Regions from separate parts of the Zea mays genome. Here region 1 is linked to region 2. The links are chromatin contacts, called in public Hi-C maps. All regions are on one chromosome and are shown on one strand. Each heading gives the region's core, a stretch centred on a gene start, on an enhancer-like site or on the middle of the called end of the contact. The rest is flanking DNA. Distances are from core to core; before and after follow the strand shown. Region 1 holds the start of LOC100278581. Region 2 holds the start of LOC103646343.

What was found. Hi-C and Micro-C count contacts between places; a contact is called where the count stands out from the background.
Region 1: a Hi-C map of ear shows a contact between it and region 2, with 2.8 times the contacts expected there. The contact joins the promoter of LOC100278581 here to the promoter of LOC103646343 in region 2. A contact is called at or near these places in 4 of 25 Hi-C or Micro-C datasets (ear, endosperm, leaf and 1 more).

What each region holds. Positions count from the first base shown.
Region 1 is chr2:42,144,690-42,147,704 of Zm-B73-REFERENCE-NAM-5.0, reverse strand. LOC100278581 reads left to right here and starts at 1,703. Exons shown (of 4, transcript NM_001165648.1): 1 at 1,703-2,099; 2 at 2,378-2,458; 3 at 2,759-2,898. The coding sequence starts at 1,779.
Region 2 is chr2:41,781,411-41,784,449 of Zm-B73-REFERENCE-NAM-5.0, reverse strand. It overlaps LOC103646343, which reads right to left and starts at 1,611. Exons shown (of 5, transcript XM_008671075.4): 1 at 1,169-1,611. The coding sequence starts at 1,520.

The DNA of each region.
Region 1 (3,015 bases), core at 454-2,953, 360 kb before region 2:
ATGAAAAAGCTTTGTCCGCCTTACAACTCAGTTTATCTCCTGATGTTCTGCGTGAAGTAATGAATGCAAAATCTGCAGTAGAATTGTGGAACAAATTGGAGGAGCTATATATGACCAAGAGTCTTGCTAATAAGCTCCGTCTCAAAGAGCGCATTTATATTATTCGTATGGCAGAATGTACATCTATTCAGTCACATATTAATAAATTTAATTCAATTATTGTGGACCTTGAGAGCCTTGATGTGAAGATAGATGATGAAGATAAGACAATTTTGTTGGTAGTCTCATTGCCCCTTCTTTTAAGCATTTTAAAGAAATTATGTTTTATGGTAATCATACTTCACTGTCCTTTGAGAATGTTAAGTCAAATTTATTGTCCAAAGAAAAATTTGATGTTGATTCTCGTTCTGAACCCAAAGGTGAAGGTTTAATTGTTCAAGGATCTGGAAATCATTAATCCAACCTTTATTGCCCTTATTGCAGAAAAATACTCATCATATTTCTCAGTGCCCTAAGGTGAGAAATAAAGAGAAGAGAAAGAAAAAAGAATTGGATAAGTCTTCTGTTGAAGCCAGTTTTGTTGAAACTTTGGATAGTGGAGAAACTGTATTTGTTGCCTCTGTTGAAAAGTGCTCTTCTTGGGTTCTCGATTCCGCTTGCACTTTTCATATTTGTTCACATAGAGATTGGTTTTCTGATTATGTTCAGTCTCATGCTGGTAAGGATGTTATTGGAGATGGATCCACATGTGAGATTATTGGAATCGGCTCTATTTATATCCAAGTTCATGATGGCAGTATTAAGAAACTTATCGATGTCCGTTTTGTTCCAAAATTGAAGAGAAATCTTATTTCTTTGAGCACTTTAGAAGCAATGAGATTCAATTTTGCTGCTATTGATGGTGTTCTTAAGGTTTATCGTGGCAACCGTATTATCTTGAAGGGCAACCGTTTGAATAATCTCTATTACTTGCAATGTTCAACAGTTGATGCTGAAGCTGTTTCAATTGCGTTCCAGAAGAGAGGTTATTTTGATGATATGAAGCCGTGCTCCAGTTCCAAGTCTAATGATTCCTTAGACTTGATTGATATTCAAATTTAGCATCCTAGTAGTGTTTGAGAAAACAGTTTTATAGATTAGCGTCAAGGGGATATTTGTTGGATAAGATCATGTGATCTTATCTCTATCTTGTTGGATAAGATCATGTGACCCTATCTTTATCTACTTTGCCTATATAAATAAGTCTCCCTTGTATCCTGTACTTGAACAACATATAATAGATCTGTTTTCCCGTGGTTTTTTTCTCCTCCACATTCGAGGAGTTCTTTCCATATTAAACTCTATGTCTCCTTTTTGTTCCCACCTGCGATCCTAACAGCTACAATTAGTGGTCCAAGTTACATTAGAACCTGCAGGTTGCAGCACATGCTAACCTGAGTGCTGACCAGGGTTGAGTCCAGGTCGTTGTTCAACCAAACACGTGACCGTTAACCGTTACATGGGCGTCTCGCGGTGACAGCGGGAGAAGAGGAAACCGCGAAGGCGAGACCGCGAGACGACTACGGAGTACGGACAGGAGAAGGCGAGAAGCTCGCAAAGAAAACCAAACCAGAACCCACCCTCGTCGTCCGCCTCCAGAGAAGCAGAAAATCGTGTCCCGAGTCCGCCGCCCTACGCCTACTGCTCCTCCCACCACCACCAAACAAACACCACACCGCGCGCCACGCCTCCGTCTGCCGGCGGTGACCGAGCCAGCTCATCAGCGGCCAAGGAGCGGGATGCCGGGGCCAGGAGCGCACCTGCTGTACGCTCTGTCGGGCGGTGCGGCGCTGTCTCGGCTCGCCGGCCCGGACCGCCGCTTCGGGCCGCACCACTGCGCCGTCTACGCAGCGAACGCGTTCCTCGGCCCGGACCTCGGCTCCTTCGCCGAGTGGCTCTGCTCCTTCCTCCCCTCGGCCTCCGCCGCGGGGGACCTCGCCATGGCCGCCGTGCACCACCCCTTCTACTACCCGCTCCTCCTCGGCCTCCCGCTCGCCTGGGCCTACGCCTGGCTCTCCCGCCGTCTGCTTCGCGCCGGCGTCCTCGACTCTCCCTCCGGGGTGGGTGCCGGAATTTCCAATTCCTCATGAATCCTTCTTTCGCCGCGTTGGATTTGCTATGTTTGCTTCCTCCCACTTTTTTTAATCTACTGTTCGGTACGGCTGCGTTCGGAGTCTAGCAACTTGGTGCCAATGCCATTCTAGTTTAGCAAATGCCGCGTTATCTTAATCCTCTGTTGCAGAATAGTGTTGAGTAGCTTCGCAGCCCAGACGCCTCTGTATCAATCTAGTGTTGCGTGCCTGATTTGTTTAATCTTGGTGGCTTGGTGCTGCTGCAGGTACCATTAAGAAAGAGGCAGTGTTTCTTGCTGATCTCTGCCGGCTCGCTCTCCCACTTTTTCTTGGATCACTTGTTTGAGGTGAGCATTCAGTAGTTTGGATTTTTTGTCAACCGGAAGTCGGCAAGGAATGTCTCGTGAACATGGGATGTATCAGCTTAGAATTGATGTCCCAACTTTAAAAGTGTGTGCTTGACATCTTGGACAGTTGGACCCAAGTTGTTCTAGAAATACCCAACTAATCCAACTGGCATGATGTTTCTGCACTGCATGTGAAGTAAAATTTGTTCAGATCACAAATGAACCTTTCCCTTTGATGCTTTGGGATTGAATGTGTCATTTTACCCGACTGAGTCATGTTACACACTTATACTGCTGCAGGAGAATGGGCATTCTACAATGTACACTTGGATACTGAGCACTGGTTGGTGGAAAGGTCGTGCTCCTATCAATCCAGATGCAGTGCTCGTCGTAGGACTTCTTTGCACTTGCCTCATGGGGGGATATGTGTACATCAACAGGTGATAGCTTTTTAGGTGCACTATCCCAAGTACAAACTAAAAAATGTTACACAGAAACTAGATTAGGTTTCTTGCAAGATTCTAAATAGATAGCTATATCATGTGCTGTTATAAAGT
Region 2 (3,039 bases), core at 362-2,861:
GAAATAAATATTACAAGTCAAATACTGCGATCCACCCAGACAAAAAAAAAGTGTATGCTTCCTGTTCTCCAGAATGGAGGACAAAAGGCTGCGTTTGCGAATGCCGATGTCCATCCGTCTGCAAACAAATGCCGCGTTTCGCGTAAGCTAGATTCCCATGGGAGGAAAAGTCTCGCAGCGTCCTGATAGAACCAGACACTTTACACCCTTTCAGAGACACCCAAAAAAAAAGAAGGATGAAAAAGAAATCGAAAGACGAAACCATGTCGCGAACACAGAGCGCTAAAGAAAACACAAACTCTGAAGAGCGAAAGCAGAGGAGGCAACGACCTGCCCGTGACCAACAACTCCGTCGCATTTGGATTGGACACACCAAAAATCAAGCCTTTCCAGGAAGACTCACGCATACAGCTAACAGACTGTTCCTTTGGCTTTTAATACGTATACTAAAGCGAACAGTTTTTTTTTATACGCGACGATGCAGAGACGGTCAGGCATAGCGGCAGGAACAGAGAAAGGAACAAAGCAGCGGTACGGTACCATACCATAGGAAGCAAAGGGAGACAGAGACGTGGTTGGATCACAGGACAAAGCACGCCTGATTTCTTCCTTTCCCCCCACGGAAAGAACCAGGCAAGCAAGGAGGACGACGGACAGGGAAACATGAGCGAAACCACCAACCGCGCACCGATTCATCCACCACTCCCCAGCTCCGGACTCTGATGGCGTGGCTTTAACTGCGCCGCATCAGGCCGTGCGGCCCAGTGCAGTAACTACGTGCAGTGCAAGTGCAGGCATGGACAACACACCAAACAAGAGGAAAGGTTTGGATGAAAGACTCTGTTTCCCCTCTTTTTTGTCGTAACAAGAACGATGCGCCTCCAAACCAGAATCATGAAACACGCATGTCGAATGCTACTTCTTCTGCGGTTCTACCACTCATCTACCAGCTCTTCAGATCAGAGCTTCTGAAGAAACAATAACAGAGCAAAACACACAAAAAAGCGGGTAACATGGGAAGGTGAACAAGCCCAAGAGAAAAAGTCTCCCCCACTCCTCACTCGCACGCAGAACGAGTGCAGCCTTGGGCGACGGAGCACAGCACCACAATCCACAAGAAAGAAGACAGAGAACAGGAGACGGAGCGGAGGATCGGAGGAGCTCTGACCTTTGCGCGGGCAGGCGCCGCCGCAATTCTGTCTTGCTTCTCTACTGCGCCGGCCAGAAAGAAAGCTCCGGGAGAACCGGGGGGGCCGGCAACGGCAACGGCAAGGCGGGGATGGGGATGGGATCGCGGCGGAGCCCGAGAACCCAAAAAATTCCGCGATACACAGAAAAGAGTTCCCCGGGGCGGAGGGTGGAGACTTAAATAAACGCCATTCATGAGAGGCAGCAGAGCAGTGCAATAAATTTGATGCGCTGTGGGGGGGAGGGGGGCCCTTTTGCGAATCGGACCCTCGAAGGAGCTGCACGAACCGAACCCTTGGATTGATTATAGCTTCGAGAAGGAGGGCCTGCATTTTTTTCCCCTAGTCCTAGTGCAGGTGTCGACTTTGCTACGCAGTCCAGAAATGTTTTCTTTTTTGGCGCGGCAGTTGACTGGGTAGGCTCGTGTGGCATTCTGCTTGTTTTGAGGTGGGATTCGTATAAATGCTCTAGTCATGTTTGAGTTGTTCTTTTACTTTGTACCGGGATTTTTTTTAAAATTGTAACACAGTATTTCGTGCCGTAAAATGTCAGCAGCACAACAAATGATATACTATTGGTGTACTCTCGCACATACATGCATTTATTAGAAAAGAATCTGTCGTGTGTAGCGTTCACTGGATTTTTTCCTTGATACGTACACATCCTCGATCCCAAATAAGACTGAATCTCGTCGAATAAGAAATCAAATGTTCTTTAAGTCTAGCTAGTAGTACTATATAAGAGATGTCATTGATATTTATATCCCTAAATAAATTTACTATAAAATCTAGAACTCTTCTGTAGGTGATTTGCGCATTTATTTTAAAGACGGAGAGGCAATATATAATACTTATTATTACTACCCTGTATTCTATAGGTGAGTTGCGTCACTATGTATGTAGAATGAAGCATATATTAGCCAGGTGTACTTTAATAGAATACTATACGAAACAAAATCTCTTCTTTGGACGCGATCTCTATTTTTTCAAATTCACTTGACAAGCAGGTTTACTTTAATTCTCTCCACACATAAGCAGGTTTACTGGGAAAAGAGATGTATTTCCGTAGGTCAAATGGACATTAGAAAAGTTCAAGTCTTTTACTCGATGCATGGGGCTGCATGATAGTACCGTACTACACTGTACCGGAACGTTAATATATTCTGGACATGGAAATCTTTATGCTCAGTGTTCTTCCGTTCATGTGCTGCTGTACCGCGGCCGGGAGCAAAATCTGTTACAGTAGTAAATCGATATCGATACTCTATCTTCAGCAGAATCACTGGATGAGATAGACCTGGAAAGTACGTGCTGGCTGGCGCTGGTAGCAGTAATTGCGGGGGTGTGCGTGCAAGATGTCGTTTCTGTACAAACCACCGGGCCACCAAACAAACCCGGCGGCCGCCGGAAGGAGGAGACGGCTGGGAAGCATTGAAGTACTGTGCCAACCATGCTCGTGTTGTTTATAAAGAAAAGGCTATTGCCAGCTGCCCCATATACAAGTCCTTTATTTATTTATTTGGGATTGTGCTATATATACTACATGCCAAACATATTGCTCTTGAATTGTCAACTTATAAAAGAGCTTACATATTGACAGCACAGGTCTGATGGCAATAGAATGGTTCGTGCATCGTGTATTGAGTAAAATTGTATCGAGTAAAATCATTCTTGATCCTTTACATATCTCTACTCCTCTAAAATGTCAGTTTTGTGGACCGTACGTCACGTGCGAAACGTGTAACTCCCCCGCTTGTTGCCTACCAATAGGCCATTGCATCGTGGATAGAAGAGTCGTTACACTACAGAATGCCAGTGGGAAACCACACACACGATAGAAAACCACACGCGG